Regions from separate parts of the Macaca mulatta genome. Here region 2 is linked to region 1. The links are chromatin contacts, called in public Hi-C maps. All regions are on one chromosome and are shown on one strand. Each heading gives the region's core, a stretch centred on a gene start, on an enhancer-like site or on the middle of the called end of the contact. The rest is flanking DNA. Distances are from core to core; before and after follow the strand shown.

What was found. Hi-C and Micro-C count contacts between places; a contact is called where the count stands out from the background.
Region 2: a contact with region 1 is called in a Hi-C map of fetal cortex germinal zone, with 2.0 times the contacts expected there. The contact joins the promoter of SHC4 here to the promoter of EID1 in region 1. A contact is called at or near these places in 3 of 14 Hi-C or Micro-C datasets (blood, fetal cortex germinal zone and fibroblasts).

What each region holds. Positions count from the first base shown.
Region 1 is chr7:26,201,978-26,209,801 of T2T-MMU8v2.0, reverse strand. EID1 (EP300 interacting inhibitor of differentiation 1) reads right to left here and starts at 3,246. Exons shown (of 1, transcript NM_001265838.2): 1 at 1,526-3,246. The coding sequence starts at 3,179. The coding sequence ends at 2,613. All of the region lies in intron 4 of SHC4 (SHC adaptor protein 4), which reads left to right.
Region 2 is chr7:26,290,325-26,298,148 of T2T-MMU8v2.0, reverse strand. It overlaps SHC4 (SHC adaptor protein 4), which reads left to right and starts at 4,994. Exons shown (of 12, transcript XM_001113330.5): 1 at 4,994-6,495. The coding sequence starts at 5,911.

The sequences.
Region 1 (7,824 bases), core at 1,997-4,496:
GCTACATAGGTCTATAGGTCAAAGGCTCCCAGATCTTTTACTTTAAAAAAATAATAATAAAAAGGTAAGAATCTAGATTTTTAGCTGCTATCTCTGTACTGAGATGTTGGTCTCTTAAAATTATAAGCATGAACCAAACAAAATAGATCTGTGGCCTGAAGATAGCCAACATGGGATATCTGATCTAAGCGAACATTTGTAATACATATGGATAAATTTGCAAAACTCTCCCTAATCACACTGTGTACTCAAAAGCTTCTTTAAATCCCCTATCTTGCAAAATCAGTTAGAATTTCCCCAGAACTCCTTTCTCTAGTTCCCTTAAATGAAGATACACACACACACACACACACAAACACACACACACTCTCACACACATCTTCATTTAGTCCTCACAATTTGTAAGGTACATCCAATTGTCCCTATTTTCAGTTCAGGACCCGAGCCCGAGAGATTAATTTCCCAGTTACTGAGCTAACAAATAGTAGAACCCAAATTTTAACCAAGTAGTCTGGTTTGTCTGTGGTAACTGCATGTAAAGGAAATACAAATGATTTTACACCCCTAAAAGGGGTGTTAAAATGTTAATTTTCTATCCTCAATAAATACAAATAAGTATTTACAATTTTCATTGTCTCTCTGCTTACTGCCTATTTTTAAGACTGAAAAACAACCGAGCCAATTGCAGAGCCCAAGTTTTTCTCCCCAAGATGGGCCTTCAGATGTAACAGGGAGTGTTTCCCACCCCCAACTCTTGTGCCCTACTTAGTCCCAGAGAGAAACAGAATCACAACCTTCTAGTTTGTGGACGTCAGATTTTTTTTCCCCAAGAGTTTATCTTTCCTAGTAAAGATAAACATCTGGAGGTAAATACAACCAGCCAGTTTATTGTGCACTAGCATACCCCCATTCAAACTAATTTACATCACAGCAATTAATTATCTATCCACACTCATCTGACCGTAGCTACAGGCTAATTGAGATAGCAGTGGAAGTGGTAGGATTAAGAAGTCTAAGCACCAACACTTTACTTCCACCATCTCTCCCTCCCAACCCAGCTAGTGTCTGAACAATTCTGATCATCCTTGTCACAGTCCTATCTTTTACAGATCTCTCTCCCCAAAAGGCAGGATGACCATAAAATAAATAATGCTCTGAATTGTCCTGTTGCATTGGATATTTGTTCTTTACTGCTATAATGGAGCAGAAGCATCTGGAACCTTTTTACTGATCATGATAAAACCTGCTGATATACTCATTTTGCTGAACATAGCCTTCTGATGTAATCATTACTCTCCTAGAACCTCAGCATCTTAGTAAGGTAACCATGGCAACATACTCATTGATAGGGCAGGTTTTCCTAGACCAGCAAATTCTTGTAGGGCAAAAACTTAATTTACAAAGTTTAATTTCCAGAAATTAATTTGTGAATTAGATAGCTGAAGCTGGATTATTTTCCCTTAATACTGGTTAACACATACAATAAAAACTAGTATAAAGTATGTATACAATATTATTAGCCAAACAAAATACACAGAACAAGAAATTTTATTATCTCCAATGCTGGTGCATAACAAATAACAAGCTTAATTAGAGGAGGAGACAGAGGGAAACTTCAGATACCAAGGTAATTTCTGGGTAGGTTTAAAACCTTTAAAAGTTGATAGAATAACTGTTCATAAAGTCTTTTTAGATATAGGGCTTTTTACTTGACAACTTTTTATTAACAGTTCTTACAATATGAAGTTCAACTAAAGTATTTCACCTTGCAAGTTAAAACAGCAAGCAAAACAAAATTTCTCTAGTATATAACAGCGTGAGCAATGGTTTCTTTGTACATTCACACACATTTAGTGTCTAGATTTGAAAGTTTTTAATTAAAGATGTCTTAATTTTTGACTTTTAAAAATGGTTATGACAATGAATTTTCTTGATTTATATATCACAGTGGCTTTATAAATGATCAAGATACATGTACAAACAAAATTTCAGACGCTCTTGGAAACACATCTTAAGATACAGAGCACATGTGATACATCTTTGAGTTTACTCATCCTTTTGGAATAATGAAGAATACTTCATTTGTCTTACACTGAAAATTTAGCCTTTGATAACTACGGCTTGACTAGATCACAAAATAGAATTTCCCAAGTTTTCTTAAACTTTCAGTCCAAATAACTCAAAAGATATGTGTCCTAGTTGGATACATTTTTTCTCATTATATAATTAATATCAGTGGGCTCTTGTATTGGCAGTTTGTCTTGGTCATGACTTATTCTTGCAAAACCATCTTTACAGCAAACAAATATGAAAGATATTTTCCCCAATGCAAGGAAAATAATCTGGATCAATAACAAAGTCAAAGCCATAGGTGTTTTAGCACATTCTTGATAACAGATTTCAACGGTCTTAAAATCTTTTTTCCTTTTTCTTTAATGATTCTCCTTTTTCACAACTGTGCAGTCACTGTCCTATTGTCTTCTATTCTGAAAAACAAATTTTTTTGAAGGTCAAGTTTTTCAATGGCACAAAACTATTTGGAATGAACCCAAAAGATAGCGGAAAGTTGGGTCCCTCCTCAAGTAGTTTCCTCCTCTTTTAACAGCATGTAACTACTCTCTATCAATAATCTCATCACAGCCGAGTTCTTCGGTCAGACGATTGACAACCATCAGTGAAAAAAGCTCTTCGATAAAAGCTAACTGATCAAACGGGGTCTTCTCATAATGCATCTGAAACCCGCCATCCAGGGCTGCTTCTCTTGTTCTCAGAAACATCTTGTCGGCTTCTTCAAGAGCAGCTGATACTCTGTAGCCGGCACCACTAAGCTGCTCCTCTTCGGGATAGTCGTAGTCGTCCTCCCAGTCATCAAATTCCTCGCCCTCGTCCTCGCTCTCGAAGTCTGCGCCCGCCACCTGGCCTGGCTGCTCCCCAGCGTTGGGCCCGTTAGCAAGGCTCCGTTTCCCCTCTGGCGCCGCCATTGGCTGGGCCTCCTCCTCCTCCATTGGGCCTTCCTCCTCGAGCTGTGGCGGGGCCCCGTTGCGGGAGGGACGCAGGGATAGCTCCCGGCTCCCGCTGCCTACCTCCATCTGCGGTAGGTCACCCTCGCCAGGCATCACATCCATTTGCAGGTCACTGCTCTCTTCATACAGCTCGGACAACTCGGCCATTTCCGACATTATGCAAACCGCTCAACCTCTCGGAAAAAGCTTCCAGCAAGATAGATGCTGCGCGGCCGTGCGTTTGTGCGCGTGCGCAAAAGCTGCGCGCTTGCGTAACCCCGCGCGCAGGCGTGGTCCTCAGGTACCGCCTCCTGCTTGGCGCGCCACTGTGGTTGGAGTAGCTCAATGTTTTTCCCGGGATGTGGGCGTCGCTTTTTGAGCTAAGTTTCCGTCGATTCGAACTTGGTATCTAGGGACCCTGTAGGCAAGAGCGTAACAGTTTCTGTGTTACTTAACCCTACTGTTGCTTGTGATGCAGCAAACTGGAAAATAACTTTACATGGCCCTCCTAACATTAATGTGCCTCCCCTCCCTTCTTCCTCCTCCCCAGGGCAATTTATCTATGTGCTGATGACTTCTAAATCCACGTTTCCAAACCAGACAACATCCATAACCACAGATCAGCATATTAAGAACTAATCCATTCTGTCCTTTTAGTGTTGTCATTTAAAAAGTTAAATTCACAAACGACATATATATTGTCCTTTTTTTTTTTTTTTTTTTTTTTTTAGTTATAGCGAAGAAATACTTGGTCCCATTTCTTTTCTCCGGGTAGGTATTTTTCCACTATTACCAACGCAGCGTGTACTCTTTAAATTCTTTTTATTTGCATTTACATGTATCTTTATGTATTCATAGCAAAATACTATTTTGTGTGTTTTTTAAAAACATGTTTTACCTGTCTTCAACTTAAAAGCCTCTGCTTTTAAGTTGTATATACTTCTATGAATTATATGACTGTGTATACTTAAGGATTCAAGCACGTTTCATTTATTCTGCACTTTATTTCTATTATTATAACATTGTAGTTACGTAGAATTATACAACTCACCATAATGTAGAATCAGTGGGAGCCCTGAGCTTGTTTTCCTGCAACTAGACGGTCCTGCAACTAGACGGTGATGAGACACAGTGACACCCAAGGTGTGTTCCTTATGTCCAGTGGATTCTGTAATCTCATTTTGGTTGCTGTTACTGTGGAAAATCCTGCCTCACAAAGATAGGATGTTGAAAATGAAAGGAGACTTTTGAGTACTTTTGTGGCAATCTCAGGATATTCCGCCTTGACTTTAATCGAGAACGTATGGAGATCTGAAGTTGTCTCAAACATACTTTTAAGGCCACCGCCATTTGCAATATCAAGCAGTTGATCCTCTTCTAGCATGGACAAAGTGGATTCACCTGGCTTATTCACAAATGGGTCACAGATCCATTCTGTCTTTTGTGGATGGGAAGTGTGATGGTTAATACCGAGTGTCAACTTGATTGGATTGAAGGATACAATTATTTATCCTTGGTGTGTGTATGAGGGTGTTGCCAAAGGAGATTAACATTTGAGTCAGTGGACTGGGAAAGGCAGACCCACCCTTAATCTGGGTGGGCACAATCTAATCAGCTGCCGGCGTGGCTAGAATATAAGCAGGCAGAAAAACGTGAAAAGAGACTGGCCTAGCCTCCCAGCCTAAATCTTTCTCCTGTGCTGGATGCTTCCTGCCCTCGAACATCGGACTCCAGGTTCTTCAGTTTTAGAACTTGGACTGGCTCTCCTCGCTCCTTAGCCTGCAGATGGCCTATTGTGGGACCTTGTGATAGTGTGAGTCAATACTTAATGAACTCCCCTTTACATATATATGTGTATATATATGTGTGTGTATATGTATATATGTGTATATATATTCCATTAGTTCTGTCCTTCTGGAGAACCCTGACTAATACGGGAAGTAATGCTCAAAATCTCTGGAAAGCTGAGATAGGTGATCATGCACCAGCTGGGAGAAAGAAGACCCTGGCTCAGTCTCTTTCAAAATCTCTGCTAATGTTTGAAATGTCAGAAATCCCAGTGTTCATTTGTCACCCCCATGATTCCAGTTTAGCTTTGAAAGCAGCCACTTTATCTGCCAACTTGAACACAGTTGTTGTTCTTCCCTGAAGTGACGGATAGAGTTCATTGAGCAGGTTGAATACGTCACACAAGTAAGCAAGTTTTGTGACCCATTCTGTGTTACTGAAATGTGCTGCCAATGGTGACTGTTTTTCTAAAAAGAAATCTCTGCAGCAGCTCTCTTAACTCGAAAACTCTGGCCGGTGATCTACCTTTAGAAAGCCATCTCACTTCTGTGTATAAGAGAAGACATTATGTGCTCTGCGTCCATCTCCTCACAGAGCTGTGCAAACAGATGTGAGTGAAGGGCATGTATAATATGGTTGATAATTTTAATCACATACTGCAAAATGTTGTTAACTTCAGGTGACATTTTCCAACTAGCCATCATTTCTGTATGGATGACACGGTGCATAGACTCACATTCAGAAGCGACCTCTTTGACCTGATTAGTGAAACCAAAATGCCATCCAGTCATGGCAACTGCTTCACCCATGCATATACCGTTGCAAAATGACTGATTCCATTTTCCTGATATGTAATTATTCAAAGACTTGAATAGTTCTGCAGCTGTGGTGCTGGTTGGCAACAAAAGTGCATATAATGTATCCTCATTCACATCCTCCTGAAAAATATATCACACTCAAAAAAGCATTGTTGCTTTGTTGTCAGCATCAGTAGACTCATCAACCTGGATTGTGTACCACGGTGACTCATTAATCCTTTCTAACAATTGTACCTCATTATCCTCTGATATTTAATCAATTCATCTAGTTGTGGTGCTAGCCAAAAGAGGAACCCATGCCACCTTTTGAACTGCAGCCTCTCCTAAAAGTTCATGACAAATGTCCTTAGTAGCAGGCATGATCAACTCTTCACCAATAGTAAAGGGCTTCTTAGCTTTAGCAAAGTGGTTAGCCACTAAGAATGATGCTCTCAGTGCAGACACATTTGATGAAGTGGTAGCCTTCAATAATTGCTTCTATTCTTTATGTTCACATTGTTTTCTTTTGAAAAACTCCAAAGGCTTAGTATTAATGCAGGGTGCTTGGTCTCCATGTGACAAAGCAGTTTAGAAGGCTTCATGGATTTGTTACACAGCCACTTGCTACATATTATACAAAGTGAGCTTGGAGAATGTGAATCACCTGTTGTAATGAACTGGTATTTTAAGTAGGACTCTTGATATTTTCTTTTAAATGCAGCTTTGTTTTTGTTGGCAGCCTTAAAGTCTTCTGCAGTCTCATCGTGGATCTTTCTCCCTTTTCAAAGAAGCTCTCCAGCGAAGTTTGTTTTTTACTTATTTTGGCTAGGGTTAGCTAATGGGCTTACCAAAACTGACTGAGAAAGTGCACGGTGCAGGAAAGAGACATGGCTGGAAGTGGTAAATAAGATAATGGGCGGGCCAGGCACAAACTAAAATCGTCAGATTCTGACTTAAAGCCTGCCATCAGCTGCAGCTGTACAAACTGAAGTACATCAACTCACTTGCCACTACGTAGCCTGCCACCAGATGCAGCTTAAGTGTCACTTGCTACTTACTGATAGGGTTTTGATATGAGTCTGCAAGCAATTGATTTATTATGGTCTCTGTGCAGTCAAACCTCTCTGCTATTGTTAATCTGTATTTGCAGCCACTCCCCAGCGCTAGCATCACCACCTCAGCTCTACCTCAGATCATCAAGCATTAGATTCTCATAAGGAGCATGCAACGTAGATCCCTCATATGCGTAGTTCACAAAAGGGTTCATTCTCCTATGAGAATCTGACGTCACCGTTCGTCACCGTTGATCTGACAGGAGACAGAACTCAGACAGTAATGTGAGCAACAGGAAGCAGCAGTAAATACACATGAAGCTTCTGTCGCTCGCCCACTGCCCACCTCCTGCTGTGCAGCCCGGTTCCTAACAGACCACAGACTGGTACTGGTCTGTGGCCAGGGGAGTTGGGAGCCTCTGCTCTATTTCTCCTCACCATGGACACATAATTTCTGGCTGACTGCTGCTTGGTGTCACATTTATCATAGACTAAAAGTTCTTAAATACATGAGTCTATTTTTAGACTTTGAATTCTTGTGAAATTTCTACACTTTCATATCTTGCTGTTTGATCAGGAATATTTTGTCTTTGTTCTTTAAAAAATTGCCCTAACTCTTCTTGCTCATTTATTCTTTCATATGAATTTAGGGGCATCTTGAATATGATATTATAATATTTCTTATCTGATAAAGGAATTCTTATGCATTTGTTCTTTTAAAATTTGCTTTAGCTCTCTTGCACATTTATTCTTCCATGTGAATTTTAGAAGCATTTTTATTGGGATTGCATGGAATTTATAAATTAATCTGGGGTAGGATTGACACCTTTGTCATACCGTCTTCTCATACGTGAAAGTGATATATATCTTTCTATTTGTTCAGGTCTTATTTATACTCTTCAATGAAGTTTTCCAAAAAGCATTACATGATTCTTATTAGTTTTATACTAAAGTACTCTTACAAAGTGTACCTTTCTCCCCCAAATACAGTGTCTAATTGGCTTTTGTTTGTTTGTTTTTTTTTTGAGACAGTCTCACTCTGTTTCTCAGGCTGGAGTGCTGTGGTACGATCTCGGCTCACTGCAAGCTCCACCTCCCAGGTTCACGCCATTCTCCTGCTTCAGCCTCCCAAGTAGCTGGGACTACAGGTGCCCACCACCATGCCCAGCTAATTTTTTGTATTTT
Region 2 (7,824 bases), core at 3,745-6,244, 87 kb before region 1:
CTCTATCTTTGCCTTTTTCTCTTGCCAGACACAGTTAGAGTGGAGATCCTGCTCCTAAATCAGACACCTGATGATTGTACTGGGACTGCATTAACACCCACTCACTCCTTATAAAATATTCCTGGCCCCAATTAACTACTTGGCCTGCCATCTGACATGGCCTGGATGCACTTTCTGTTGCTTCTTGCTGCTGGCCCCTGGAAGCACCTGACCACCTTTCAGAGGCAAGGCCTAGAGACTCCATCAGTCCCCTGGCTATGCAGAGGTAAGCTTCTATTCTGACAGTGCCTGTTTTCACTTGGGTCATTTATAAGCATCGTGGGTGTGTGTGTGTGTGTGTGTGTGTGTGTGTATGTGTGTGTGCATGTATGAAAAAGGGGGAAATTGGACCACATTGGCCAAGAACATTTTAATCCTATGCTAGGTTTAAATTTAATAAAGTAGAAGGTTTTCTAAAAATATTACCATGGCAGATAATATCTATTTTTATCTTCTTCCCCCCAGTAACAGAACTGTGATTTTTTGTGCAGCAACCATGCACCCAGACAAAAGACTTTTTCATTCTCAGATGAAGAAGACTTTATCTTCTTTTATAGCTAGGTACAGCATGTGATTAAGTTCTGGCTAATGTAATATAAATTAAAACATTTGCAGGGTATCCAGAATGTTACTTTAAAGAGAGAGAGCATATTATTCTTTGTCCTTTCATCCGTTTTGCTGCCTGGAGTGCAGATGAAATATCTGGAGCTCCATCAGCCATTTTGGGCTATGAGGAGAAGGACTATACTTTAGGGCTAGCCAAGAGCTGACGCTGCCCCTGGATTTCCCACCTCCAGAGTAATAAACTTTCTATTTAATCCATTGTAATTTTTAATTTTTATTTTATTTTCAACTGAACCTGACCCTAAGTAATTCATCTACTTTTCATCTGCATGCTGTCTAAGTCTTTACATAGCCTTTCCAGGTACATTATTTTCTTTTCAACAGATAGGAAAATATCCATTTTCCTGTACATTTTTTTTTAGCTGGTTCGAGTTCTAGGAGTGTGAGATCAACAGCAACTATCAGAAAACTGTCGATCTATAGGGCTGGAGACTGTGAAAAAACAGAAAACACTGGGTTCAGGAAGCAAAAGGTGATTATTTCCAGAATCAATGACAACTTTGGGGGATATGATCCTGCCTCGATTTTTGGGAGGCTAGGCCCTTACCCTTGGAGATACAACTCTTCTTCACCATCTCATTTCCCCATCCTGAAAATGATATTTTGGTCTCTACCAAGAACTTTATATAAATATTTTCTTGTGGAATTTTTTCTCCAAAATAGAGCTTCAGCAATGTTTTCATTCCCAACTGATGGGCTGTTAGACGCATTGTGGGTATTGCTCAGTGAAAATCCTTCGCTAGTAGGTCTGCTGTATGATAGAAATTGTAGTGGAGGGATGGAGTAAGAGTCCTTGTGCTACAGCACTCAGATACCACCTGCTCCACTTTGTTCCAAAGTAGCGATCGGCCTACAGCCCCCCAGAGTTATTATGTCTCTGCCTTGTTCTCTCCTCTTCCCACATATCCTCTAGTACAACCTTCCTCTACCCCAAATTCCACATTGGATTATCTTCAAAAGCTGGGCTGGCATTTTTGCCAGGTTCTCTTCTCTCCTCCTCCTGGACCTGGCTAATTCTAGCGTGGCAAAGCCTGACCCAGGTCTTCCTTGAAACTGCCTGTTCTGCTCAAGAAGCTCAGCCAGCACAGGATGTCTCTTAAGAAACTGACATGTTGTTTCCTAGCAGGTGCCCTTGGAGGGGGGATGTCTCAAAGTAAAGGAGGCATACCACCAGGTTCTAAGCAGAACTCTGTTTTCCAAGGGCAAAGATGAGGCGTTCATGGTTCTCAGATGATTTAATGACAACAATGGCTTTTCTTATCTATTATTCATGTTTTTACTTGTGAGGTATTTAGGGTGAATTTTATAGGTATGCTATCCAAGGAGGAGAAAGGAGCAAGAACTAACATTTATTGAGCATACAGTAGGAGTCAGGTTTATATACACTGGATCATATCACGGTGGTTAAGGGCATAGTTTGGAGTGAATCAGTGCTTCGTTCTACACCACACATACCACTCCCTGGTTATGTGACTTGGGCAAGTCAGTAAATGATGGATAGCACCTGCTATATAGACTTGCTGGGGGGCTTAAATGTGAAGCGCTTAGTTCAGGACCTGCTCTAGAGTTAGTGCTCAGCAGATATTATTGATTATTATTGTGCACATTTTACATATACAAAACCTGAGTCTCAGAGAGGTTAAGTAACTTACTCAAAATCCCACAGCTGGTTCTGTAATTCCCAGATAAATGTTCATCCAATTACATTTTGCTGTGAGTGCATACTGCTTGTCGGTAGTGGCCCAGTTATCAAGGTTTCCTGAGACATCTAGTCTAGTATTATCTTCTGATAAATGATCTTTGGGCTAAATACACTTTCCCTGGGGATTTTGGAGGGGTAGATACAGGAAAACCATAGATAGGAAAATATTCTGCCAGCCTGATCTCATTGATCTGTGAGGGCCAGCTCAGGGGTAGGCTTCCCAACAACCCTAGAACCTCCCCAGATCCCCAGCTCTTCTTCCTGCCCAGCCATTTCTCAGAGCTTTAGGAAGCAGTAGGATGCCCTGTAGCCATCATAGGCCTGGAAACTAGATTTGAGCGCTCTGGTCCCTGGGAGGCGGCAGAGTACAGTGGCTGCCAGCACAGGCTTTGCAGTCAGGCCCAGAGGGATCCCAGGATCATTGTTCAACAGCTGGAGCACCTTGAACAAGTCACTGCCCTTTCTCTCAGCCTCATTTTCATATCTGTAAGGCAGTGAGGAACACAATCCCAGCCTCCACAATTTGTTATAATAATTGAACCAGAATGTAGGTAAACTGTCAGGTGTTCCACAGATAGTAGCTCTTATTAATATTGTTTTAATCATTACTAATTGAAAAGGATGTTCTAATGCCTTGAAAAAAGCAAACCATCTGCCTTGCCCAGCCATCTACCTAGAATGAAAAGCAATTCAATGAGCCTTCTCTTGGGCTGTTAGGACTGAGAGAATGGTCCAGCTGGGCAGGCTCAGCCTAGAGGCTATTGTGCACTTCCCAGTTGGGGATCTGATCTCTTTCATCCTCATAAAACGCTGTGGCAGAGCTACCCAGGAGAGCCGAAGTCTCCAGGCTTTCAGAAGAGAAAGAGCCCACAATGGCCATGACTGCTTTCTTACCTTACCTAGTCCCACTTCGCAACCCCCAACCCTCCCAGGACTCAGGCTTTCTGAGGAATGTAGACTGGTCTGAGCTCCTGGAGTCTGGCCAGCACGGTGCCTACCTAGATGAGCTGGCTCCCCTGGACACCCCATCCTGCAATCACGAGACCTCTGTGAGGATTCCTATCAGCCAGGCAGGCCCCTGTCCTTTCCAGCCTTCTCCAGGCCCAGCTGATTTAAAAAACTGTTTTCTTTGGACAATGTTGGCTTTCTTGGCTTCTCCCACTTTGTACTAATTTTTCTTTTTAGTTGCTTAGAATGATATAAACTCTGCAGTGTGAGGGGTAAGAGTATGATCTTAGGGGGAGGCAGCTCTGTTTCCAATGGCCATTTTTTCATACTGCCCACAGGTACTTAGTGAGATAGGCACTGTGTGGAGCATTGGGCCAAGACTTTACAGGGATGAGGATTATTCATAAGCCCTCATAACACCCCCATTAGGTGGCTGCTGCCGACCTATGAGGACATTCAACCACGGAGAGGTAAAGTAACTTTCTAAAGGAAGCATGTGATGAGGTCATCACAGCATAGCAGAAGCAAGACAGGGACCCAGGGGAAGGCAAGAAAAATGAGAGGAAGAAAGCAGATGAGGAATGAGGAGGAATAAGAGGTAAATAATCTTGTCCAGAGCCTGTCTCCTCAGCCCTAGGGATGTGGGGTCCAACTGATATAGCTACTTCCCTCAGTTTTGCCAGGAGGAGATGTAGGGGAGGGAAAAGGAGGTCAGCTAGGGTTGAAGGGAAGATTTATGAAGATGCAGAAAAGCCTTTCCAGGTAAAGAAACGTCTGAATAGCCTTGGCAGAAGGGATGCAGATAGGTGCGTTATCTCCCTGGGGGAGCAGGGAGCTTGAGAGGAGGATGCTGCTTTCACTGGTCACTCTCAACCATTTAATTCAGAGCCTGTGTTTGGATCCCAAGGGAGCTCAGGCTCCCAAAGTCATCAATATACATGAGCCTAATGCAGCGTTAGGGTCAATAAGATAATGAAGGTGGCACCCTTGATTCCTTTGGTTGCCAGTTTGTCTTAATTTTTTAATTAACGAACAATTTCAGATGACAAAGCCTTGAACCACGGAGTAGTGCAGTCTTTTCTGAGAGTTCTTCATCTCTTCCTATGTGTGATTTCCACCCTACCCTGACACCCCACACCCCCGGTGTTTCAGCAGTTTCCTCTTCTCCATTCCTGAAGAACCTGCATTTTCTTTTCCCAGCTCTGGTTTTGGCTTCCTGTGTGCTAAGCCTTTGCAGTTGTCCTCATGTCTTCAGGATACATTTGATAGGTACAGGAAGTTGCACCAGACGGAAGATGGAACCAACAATCAATAAGAAAAGAACTATGTTTCTAAGAAAAATGCATCATGGCTTCCCACAGGAGTTGTGAACCATATGTCCTAATATCCCTGGAACAATGGGTCTAATTTTTAGCTCCTCTGCTCTGCCCTCCCGGCCATCTCAACAAGAAAGAAAATAGATCTTTTAACCTGCTGCTCCCCAGCTAATGATCTGTAGTAAAGATTGCCTTTCCTTTTAACTCATTCATCAGATACCACAAAATAAAATATGTCCCTCCTCTCCCGCTAGCTTTATTTCTCTCGGCTACTAGTTTAGTATATTTATGGTCTATGAGTCATCAAGCTGCCTCCTGATTGGATAAAAACCAAGCACCTCTGAGACCGTCAGTCAATTACAGCTATTCTCAGCTTCATTCACAGATTTATTAGCTTGCACACACAGAGAGAAATTCATTCGGCAAAGTTCATTCATAAAAATTTCAACACGCTGCGTATCATCCTGCACATCTCAGCTTTCGGCTGCAAATGGGCTTCTGAAAAAAGCTCCGAGAGGAGTCCAGGAGGGAGGCAAGCTCTGAGCGAGGGTAGGCAGGCTGGGAGGGGATCTGAGGAACACGGACCCATCACAAGTCAGTGAAACAATGCGGAGCAGCGCCCGTCAGTAGTACTCCTGGCTGGTGGCCCAGAACGATGCAAGACAAGATCTTCCAAGAGAGGGCAGCCTTCGGAATCAACGAACCCAGGCAGAAGGGCCTTTGGCTCATAGATACAATTTTTTTTTTCTTTTTAAATGAACAATCACTGGAACAAATAAAGGGTTAATAGGCCAGTCATTTGCCCCGCCCTGTGGGAGCCGAAGGGAGCAGGTTCGAAAGTTCCTGTGTGCAGAACAGAACGCTGGGGTAAGGGTGGGAGTGGGGTGCTAAATATTTCTACTAGGCTCCTGCAAGGCTAGTGATGGGTCGGGGCCCCCTGGCCGGCGCTCGCCCGGGTTCTGTGCCTAAGAGTTGGCCGTGAGCGACCACCGCCGCCGGGAGCCTGGGTCTAGGCTCTCCCGACAAGGATTCCAAGGCGAGAACACTGGTGCCTCTGCCTGGGCCAGGGAGGGACTGAAATCAGAGCAGGGGAGGCGTTTCCCCGCTGGGCTGTCACCCTTAAGGGGCCGGGAGCCGAGGTGGGCGAGCTCGAGAGCAGAGTTGGAGAGGTGGCTGCTGCGAGTTGCATCGGGCGTTGAGGCGTTTGATGTCTGCACCGTTTATCTACCAGACGACGAGGCGATTTATGCAACAGTATCCTGTTTCAGCACTGCCAAGGCTATGCGAGAACGCAGCCAGGACAGCCTGGCAGGACTCGTGCTGTATGTAGGACTCTTCGGGCACCCCGGGATGCTGCACAGGGCCAAGTACAGCCGCTTTCGGAACGAGTCGATCACGTCCTTGGACGAAGGTAGCTCCGGAGGCTCGGTCGGGAACAAGGGCTCACCGCAGCCTCCCCACCCCGCCCTGGCACCTCACCTGCCGGCTGAAGATGCCGCCTTGCCGTCGCAGGAGAGCACCACCCCACTGTGCACCTTGATCCCCCGCATGGCGAGCATGAAGCTGGCCAACCCGGCCACGTTGCTGAGTCTGAAAAACTTTTGCCTGGGTACCAAAGAGGTGCCTCGGCTGAAGCTCCAGGAAAGCCGGGACCCAGGTTCCAGCAGTCCCTCTTCCCCAGAAACCAGTCTAAGTAGGTCTGGGACTGCACCTCCACCGCAGCCGGACCTGGTGAGCCACAGGGCAACCGCCCTAACCCCTGATTCGTGCCCGCTTCCTGGCCCTGGGGAGCCACCCCTTAGGAGCAGGCAGGACAGGCACTTTCTGCAGCACCTGTTGGGGATGGGCATGAACTACTGTGTGAGGGTAAGTCCATTTTCCTCTCTGCACTCTTTCTAAGAACTTCTGTGGAAGGGGGCATCTTCTCTGCTTTCTGCAAGGGGTCTAAGGTTACCTGCCTGGGTTCTGTGTTTGGACAGGACATGATTCAACTGGACCAAGGGGTGGGGAGCTGGGTTTACAAATGTCCCTACAACTATATGACTTGTACTGGAGTCAGGCAGCCTTTGGTTCAAGGACATGAACTGGTGCTAACTTGTAGGACATGAACCTGTGGGTACTTGGCAGGTGTAGAGGCAAGTTCTGATAGAGGCAGCTGATGGCACCACTTTGTCCCCACTGGACCTAGTATTCTGGCCAAAAAGAGTCAAGGACTTCAAATCTGATCAGTGATTGAGACTTGGTAGGTTATACTGGCCATTGTATTTTGGATGAATACAGTAAAGATTTCTGTGCTATAGAAACACATGGTGTGTAAGGGGCTTGAATTATTCTTTAAAAATTTATTTCAGCATTTAGCAAACACTTCTCAAAACATGTCTGAGTCTCTAACCTTGTGCTAGGAGCTAGTCTTAGCTCTCCAGTGCACATTTATTGCCTTTACTGCCTACGCTGCAGCAACTAGGCCTTGTCCATGAGCTATGGGCAAAATCAAGGTCCTTGCTGGCCTTGCATCTGTCCTTGCTCGATCAAGATTTGGGCAAATGAAGATTTGGCCTGTGCCCTTTCGGAGCTCAGATTTCAATGAGGGAGATCAATGAATACATGCGAAATACTAAGATAATCATACTTAGCAATAGACAGCTAATATGAGAATGCTGAGGGAATTCAGAAAAAAGGAACGATTATGTGATCTGGGATTCATTCACATGGGGAACCCTCAGGAGAACATGAATCTTGGAAGAAATGTCAAATCCGAGTTGGCAGAAAGGAGGAAATTCCTGGTAGGCCAAGAATAGGAGCAAAGTCACTGTGGTGGCTGCAGGAGAGTATCACACAGGCTGGGCCTTATGGAAAAGGAAGGGGAATGCTGGAGAATAGTGGGGGACTGAGGGAGGGGCTGGGGTAGTTCTCAAACAAGTATAAGTTGAATAAAGACAAATAGAGATCACGAGTAGCTTGAGAGACCGAAGTTGACCGAAGCTCTTAAATGCCGAATGAAGAGATTGTAAATACTTTGACTGGTAAATGCGAATCCTCCTAGGTTTGTAGGGCATGACTTGCTGAAAGTAATTTTTAAAAGACCAGTCGGTTGATTTATTTGACATGGATTGAAGCAGGGAAAAATTAGAGACTTGGAGGGCAGTAAGAAAGATACTCTGAGAGTTTAGGTATGAGGGAATGAGAACACTGATT